2 separate regions of the Pan troglodytes genome follow, and region 2 is linked to region 1. Evidence: chromatin contacts called from public Hi-C data. All regions are on one chromosome and are shown on one strand. The core of a region is the stretch at or near the end of the contact, and the rest is flanking DNA. Distances in the headings are between cores, read along the strand shown.

Evidence for each region. A called contact is a pair of places that touch in the nucleus more often than the background predicts.
Region 2: a Hi-C map of blood shows a contact between it and region 1, with 5 times the contacts expected there. The contact joins the enhancer-like site here to the promoter of CDYL in region 1. A contact is called at or near these places in 2 of 7 Hi-C or Micro-C datasets (blood and stem cell-derived neural progenitor cells) and 1 of 1 datasets of contacts at active chromatin or transcription factors (stem cell-derived excitatory neurons).

The regions. Positions count from the first base shown.
Region 1 is chr5:10,729,008-10,732,786 of NHGRI_mPanTro3-v2.0_pri, forward strand. It overlaps CDYL (chromodomain Y like), which reads left to right and starts at 2,083. Exons shown (of 7, transcript NM_001369152.1): 1 at 2,083-2,384. The coding sequence starts at 2,361.
Region 2 is chr5:10,896,062-10,899,948 of NHGRI_mPanTro3-v2.0_pri, forward strand. CDYL (chromodomain Y like) reads left to right here. Exons shown (of 7, transcript NM_001369152.1): 5 at 3,146-3,356. Among named protein-coding and RNA genes, the nearest start is that of RPP40, 61 kb to the right of the region's middle. Within about 2 kb of position 1,955, at least 8 of the 24 cell types and tissues checked have an H3K27ac peak or open chromatin away from gene starts, as enhancers often do.

The sequences.
Region 1 (3,779 bases), core at 833-3,332:
GAAATGCAGCATATAATGGAAATGCTAAGTGAGAGGAAAGAGGCGCTGTTTGGAGGAGGGAGAGGGAATTGGCTGGGCCATCAGGGAAAGAGGCAGAGCTTGAGGCGCCTTGACCAGTTGATGAAGTGGTGGCTTTAATTTGCGATTCTTGTGCAAGCATTTGATAATGGGAATTGGATGTGTAGGTATTGGGCTTTCTCGTGGACACTGAAATTCCATTCATTGAACAACACCTTATTTCCTGTATAGAGAATGGTGCTAGGGGCCAGCGTCAAATTTGAAGATGAAGTCTGATTGAAGGTCATCGTTTGGAGTTGGGGTGGGGTGAAGAGTAGACAAACCTTAAAATACAGAGACGAGTGTTGCAGTGAGCACGCGTGAGTGCTTAGGCAGCGCTTGAAGAGGGAGTTACCGATTTGGCCCTGGAAGTCAGGAAGGCTATCCTTTTAAGGTGATCCCTGAGCTGGGAGTTTGTTTCAAACGGTGGGGACCGCAGGTAGAAGCACCGCTTAAGGGGAACGGCGATTCGACTCGCAGTGACTTAAGGGTTGGCGTGGTGCTTGTTCCTGGGCGTGGGGAGGACAGGAAACCGCGGGGTCTGTGAAACGCCCCGTGGTTGTTGAAACGCTGTTGGGGGGCACAAACGAATAGGGTTTTAGGAAGAAAACTGGTGGGAGGAGCCTTGTGGCTCCAAGGTAGGTTAGGAACTGGAGCGAGATGGAGCACGGAGGAGTGAGGCGGCCCGAAGGATGCCCGGGGAGACATGGAGGAACTGGCGAGGGCTTCCCGATGCAGGGCCTGGGGGAGAAGGTGAACTAATGCCTCTGCAGTGCCCCGTGGGGAAGTTCCGCATACTCGGCCAGAGTGATCGGAGTTGGCGGCTGTCTGGGGGAGTTGGGTCAGGAAGCCCCTTCTTTCGCCACCGATGGGGCACGTCCAGGGCCCGGCAGGTGTGCCCTGGCAGTAGATCTTCCCTGGGAAGTGGAGCGCGGGCCAGCCCTCGCTGTTCTGAGCGAGGGCCTGTCGTGTAGTCCACACCGTTCCGCGAAAGGAACCATCATTGACAGCCTCGTTCGATTAGAACCCGGACCTCCCTGGAATCCAGACTCGGTCCCCTCCCAGCTGCGCTTCGGAGGAGGCGGACGCTCCAAGAGGAACCCAGAGGCCTGGCGTGGGGGGAGCTGCGGGCAGAGCGGAGGCAGCCGCGCCCTCGCGCCGCCCTCCGCCGCGCCCGGCTCCCGCCCCCCGGATCCCACCCCCGGCCTGCCGCGGAGCCAGCGTGCCAGCCGGAGCTCCCCGGGCCACCCCGCGGGGCGCGCGGCCCGGGCTCCGGGTCTTGGCGGCGGCCGGTGGGGCGGGCATGGGGTGGGTGCTCCACCTGGCCACGCCGCCGGCCCTTCGCCGGCTGGCCCGGCCCCGGACGGGCGGGCGCACGGAGGCCGCCTCTTGGGCTCCTCCTGGAGGGAGGCGCGCGGTAGACGGCGCGGCCGCTGCCGTCGGGGCGGTGGGCTCCAGACGCGGGCCGGCTCGCTCGCATGGTTCCCTGCCCCATCTCGGGTCCGTCGCTGCCCGCCCTGGTGTGCACAACCGCGCTGCGCCTCGAACCTCGAGGTCCAGGTCCCGCCTGCCCTGGGCCGGGCCGCAAGCGCCCACGTCGAGGCGGGCTGGGGGGCGGTGCCGCGAGCCAGGCCGACCCCGAAAGCGGGACTGGGGAAGTCGGAGCCCCGCCCACCACCCCGCCCCCGCGCTCGCGGCCCCGCCCCCGCTGCCCCGCTCCTCCCCTTCCTGCCGGCTCGCTCCCGGCCCCGCCGGCCGCCCGCCTCGGCCCCGAGCGGAGCCCACTGCTCCCCTCGGCTGCCCCGCCCCGCCGCCGCCCCGCCCCTCCCGCGCGGGCGGCCCGAAAACCCGGAGCGCGGGAGCGCGGCTCCGCAGGGCCGGGCGGCCGCACTGGGCATGCTCAGTAGCCGGGGCAGGTTTTTTGGTCGCAAGTAGGAAGCTTTCTGCACTACACCGGAGAGGGGAGCCGCGATCCGGCCGCGCCGCCCGCACGCCGCCGCGCCCGCCCCAGCCCGCCCGGCCCCGCGGCGGGGCGCGATGAGCCCGAGCGCGAGCCGGCCCGCCGGGGAGTGAGCGCGGGGCGCCCAGGGCGCGTTGCGCAGCTGCTCCTGCGCACAACCCCGCCGCGCCGCCGGCCCGCACTGGCCGCGGAGTGCAAGAGGCTCGTCCGTGCCCAGCGCCCGGCCGGCCGCGGGAGCAGGAAGCGCAGGCCACGCAGGACCCAACTGAAACAAAGTGTCGGCCGCCCGGCGCCGGCGCCCGCCCCGACCCTGCCCCTCCCGCCCGCAACTCCGCCGCCCACCATGGCTTCCGAGGAGCTGTACGAGGTACCTCCCCTCCCCCCGGCCTCGGGCCGCCCCCCGCCCGCCGCCCCTCCCGGCCCGGCCGCGCCGCCCGACGGCCCCGCTCGCCGCCCGCGCCCGCCGCGTCCCCTCCCCCGCCGCGGCCGCAGTTTGCTGGACGGGAAATGTGTGTGAGGGGAGCCCGAGCCTCCGTTCCGAGGGGCCCGGCCGGGGGGTCTTGAAGTTGCCGGGCGTGGGGTGGGGGGGTGGGGGTCCCAGCCGTGGGGAAGTGGTGCTGACACAAGTGACTTGCTCGGACTGAGCTCAAAGTGCTCTTGGCGTGGGTCATGGAAGTGGAGCCTCCGTTGCCGCTCGGCGGGGACCGTGGGCGGTACGGGGGGTGGGGTGGGGGGGTTTTCTTGACCATTTGATAAAGCATTTGGGAGAGGGTTTTGCCCCTGGTCGGGGGGTGGCGGGGAGAAGACCGGTGCAAACGCTTTCGACTTTGCTGTTCGCCAAAGCGATGCAAAATCTCGCACCGAAAATGCTAAACGTTGACCACATGCTTTAATTAGGTTAGCATTGTGGCCAGAGCCAGGAAATTTAAATTTAACGCTGATACACCGTCATTCATTTGCGCCGCAGCGTTGCAAATGAGAAGGGCATAGCCAGAACTGTAAGTTATGGTCGATGGGTTTAAACCAGCTTCAAGTTTGAGAGTTACCAATTTGGATCTTTAGACATGTTTTGTATGTCTCCATGTAACTTCTTTTGACGTATTTCAAAGTAGACTTCCTGGGAGTACAGAAGTTTGGAAGGCTTTCTGTTCTTCTGGATAAATGATTCTCTTGTTTCACATGTATTTATAAATAAGTTCCTAAGAGACTTAAAACTTGCGAAGACTCTCTAGACTCACCTTTATGATGCGTTTAGGGACCTGGGTGTTGAGGGACTTAAGGAAGCATCTGTAACAAGTAGAGCCCTGTGGCCGCAGGGATCCTTTCAGTTGTCTTCTCTTATGGGCGTATTATTGCTGTTGGCATAGAATAGAGCTTTGTTGTCTGCGATGTTAGTCTTCTAGCAACTTTTTTGTTGCTTTTTAAGAGCAAGTGTTTGCAGAAGTTCTCAGGAGGAAGCTGCCATCTGTAGAATTAAGGGTAAGGTTGTTGCTTCTCCTTACATTGTATGTGGTCAGTATACCTTAGCTGGTACTGAAAATGTTCCATTCTTTTCAACCGTTTTACACATTAGCTGTGCCCCGCTGTATTCAGGATACTATTTTAGGTCATTTGGGGATGTAAAAGAAGAAAAATCTCCCTGTTCTCAGGAGCTTTCCTTCTAGGAAGGAAAGTGTTGTGTGTCTGGAAGACACAGAAATGGAGGCTAGGATGTTTGAGGTTGAGGTCTTCCAGGTGAAGTCTGTACAGGGGGAAGTACATA
Region 2 (3,887 bases), core at 705-3,204, 170 kb after region 1:
TGTGTATATTTTTCATTTCTCTGGTGTCTTGTCTCATGTTCCTTAAAACTTGGAGGCAAAGGACTTCATTGCAGCAAGTTTCCAAAGGAAAAGCGGGAAACAAACAGGAAGATGGGGTTTCATATTAGGTCACCAGGTATCTAGAGCAGCTGACTTCGTGACGAGGATTGGTGGTTTGCAGTTTGCAGGGTAATTGCAACAAAAATATTCTGCACCTTTGTGGTTAGAACAAAATTATTTCAAGTTCATGAACAGCATTAGGCTTTTGAAGTCTGCCAGAACCAGTAGCTGCCACTGGGTTATAAGGACCAGGAGACTTCTCTCCCCAAAAGTGAGGTTTCTTCTTCCTCCCACAGAGGGAGACCGGGGGCCCTGCCCAAGCAGTGCCCCAGGGGCAAGAGGATTTGGGAGAGAACAAAGTGAGCCAGTAAACATGCCCCATGACCCTGACCTGTACCCCATTAGTCCTTCAAACGAAGGTGCCATTCAAATGAGAGAGACCTCAGCCATGGAAAGCAGCACACTGGCTGCCCAACTTCAGGTCCCTGCTGCCTCCTTCTCCCCAAACGTTCCTTTGACAGTCCCTACATCTTATGTGATTTTCCAACTGTTTGATATCTCCAGATTAGTAAATGTCCTTTAAAGGAAGAGTTTTGTTTAATTATAAAGTCTTTTTAGACTAATTATGTGGCAAATATCAGCCTCCTTCCCTGCCATACCCAACAACAGCCTTGAATTCAATTCCAAAGGAACAAATTTAACTTCAGTGTGTTGCATGGCACACATTTGAGTGTTCATACATTTTGATTTCAAGTTTAAAACACACTTGGCTGAAGCCCACAGAAGCAGGGGCTACTTGGGAGAGGACCATCCCAGGCTTGAAGGCAGCCCCTGCCTCGCCTCTGGTTCCTTGTGCCTTGATTTGCAGCTCCCTTGGTTAAGCCTTTATGGTCCTGGGAAGTTTCTACTAGGCAGAGAAAGCATTTCTGTAAAGGTTTTCTTTTCTAAAACAAAACGAGTCTCTGTGTGCACCACATCCATTTCTGGCATCTCAGGGCTCACTATTCAGAATGGCCAGTTCCCATTCCCTGAAAAGGGAAGGGGCTCTTTGCTTCAGAGCATGCTGGTTCATTCATACCCCGTCCAGAAAGAGCCACCAGCTTCAGGTGAAGTCACCATTCCAGGCAGAAGTAAAAATAAAATTTCAGTTCCAAAAAACGCCTTCAGCCTATCAAAATCTAAGTTTCGGCTTATCAATATCTATTAATATTTTAGAAGCAGATTTTTTAATACAAATATATGGGCATGGGGGCAAGGATATATGAAATAATTCCTTTTACTGTTTCTCTGTAGAATTACCTTCTTATTACCTTGATTTTGATCATCCCTTTTATGTTAATTTATTGCCCCATCTGTGGTTTCCAGATGTCAGCCAGGGCAACGGCTATAACAGTTTGCCTTCTGTTCCATAAGGCAGATGAAATTGGAGCTACTCAGATTTTGGAAACAGCTGTTCCTTATCATTGAGAGACAGTTCAGCAGTTTTACCTTTTCATGAGTCATCAGTTACTGGGCCTAGGAAATGTATTTCCATCTTGTGTCATTGACCCCATATCCTCAAAAGATGACACAACTGAAATAGCTTCATGTAGTTCTTCTAGGCTTATTTCAAGAGTCTGCTTAAAAGGTTGTCTGCCACTCTGATCATTAAACCCCAGTGTGATCTTTCTAACAATGCCTCAGGCTCTCTCATTTAGAAAGACTTAGTGCAACTCATTCATTTGAATGAGTTAATTCTTGCTCAATGCAAAGATCCCACAAACCTTGGGGGCTAGGCTGAGGTCCAGCCGCTAAACTCTGCAATTCCTCACTCTCCTGTTCATACACACACAGACACAACCCTCCTCACCTCCCTGACCTGCCCCTGCCAAAAAATATGAGTCATCCGTCAGTGTCTCGGGGAGTTGAGTGGGGAGCTATCTCAGATGCTGAGTCATGATTTTCAGAGAAGATCTGAACAGATTGCTGTGGTTTTAAATTGCTGAATTGTAGAGAGCATCTAGATTGTTATTTTCAGTATTAAAGATGGGGGTCAGGTTTAGAATCCAGCAAGTGAAAAGCTGTCCTTACTCTGCACTTCTGATCTAGAACTCAGCCTACACTGAAGGGACTATCTTGTGTTTCTTCTTTTCTCCACTGTGTGAAATCATAACAAGAAACAACCTCTGAGCATAAGATCAGCTTCTAGTATTTGGGGGAAGAAAATGCACGTTCCTAAAGTGGTATGACACCAAGCTACCCTACACTGAAAAGCAGCCTACTTTTCCAGCCTGATCTAAAGCAAATCCCAAAATAGCATGGGCTTGATTTATTAAACCTCTATCCTGTGCAGAGGCTGCCCCACGCCTGACCCCACTGTCCTCCGAACTCCTGCTGCAGCCGTACCCTCCAGCCCGCAGTGGAGCAGGATGTGGGTACAGGCCTGAGCCCTGTGCTGTTTGCTCTTCTTGTTTGCGGGTTGCATGTCTTGAGCCAGCCTGTGACACTCTTGTCTCTGTATCCCCCAGACTGTTCAGTCCACTTCCACATAAACTCAGGAAATAGCAATTATTGCCAAATAATCAGCGAGCTGTCTGAAATCATGAACCAAGGCCAGACCCAGATCCCAGGGTTTTTGTGACCCCTAATCCACCACCGTACACTTAACACCAGGCAGTCTTAGTATGCCCTGGGCCAGATTTCCTCTGTGACAGCTTCTTGATTTGTCTTATGAAGCCCAGAATATGTATTGGGCTCCTGTGTCTTCGAGGAAAGACAGTTTGGGGAGCAAGATGTGTTGTTTATAGAGCCCGAGAGCCACCTGCAAATTCCAGTGCAGCTCATGGCTGCATGTTACCCTGTGGCCTTCACGTAGGGCCTGTAGCGACAGCCACCACATGCGTGGGCTCCAGGCTGTCACCAAACCTTTACAACACGTAGTAAATAAGTCTAGGGTCCACAACTGCTGGGGAAGGCCTTAAACAAATCTCAAGTCTTCAGGATTTCCGTAGCATTTACATCTTGGTAAATTGAATTCCATAATAGACTTTTCCTTTGCTCAAATATGCAATGTTTTGAGTAATTCCCCATTTATTTTTCATTTTAGAAACTTCGTGAATACTTTCATTCAATTTAAGAAGCCCATTATTGTAGCAGTCAATGGCCCAGCCATTGGTCTAGGAGCATCTATATTGCCTCTTTGCGATGTGGTTTGGGCTAATGAAAAGGCTTGGTTTCAAACACCCTATACCACCTTCGGACAGAGTCCAGATGGCTGTTCTACCGTTATGTTTCCCAAGATAATGGGAGGAGCATCTGTGAGTACCTTTAAAAAAAAAAAAAAAAAAAAAAGTCATTTTAGAAAGCTTCCTGAAGAAATCTAGTTTGGTTATTGTTTTTCTAAAGCTGTACAGTGTGTCATTCTGTGGGGACTTTCCATCTTGTAATTCAGATTTGGGTTCATAGACGTTGTTGACCTTTTTTGCATCATTCCCTAGAGAAGGACTTCATTCACTGAGGAGCCTACCACTTTGCATAATTCACACGGATATCTACTGTTAGTAAATACCCAATCAGTAACCCAACCAACAATTTGCAATCGAAAAGTTCTTCACCTAATAACTTAAAAGCTGCACTTTTAAGAGAAGGCAATTTTAAGAGGGAGCAGAGTTACATAGGATTAGAGGGTTGTCTTCCATGTAATTGTGTGTTTTTATTTCTTTAACTGCTTAATCCGTTCATTATAGTAGTTTGTGTTTGTATTGTAGCTTGTGATTTATCAAGCAGTTATTCACATCTCATTCTCTAGTCCTTGAAATAGGGCAGGAGGTGGTGTCACAGCTCAGGTT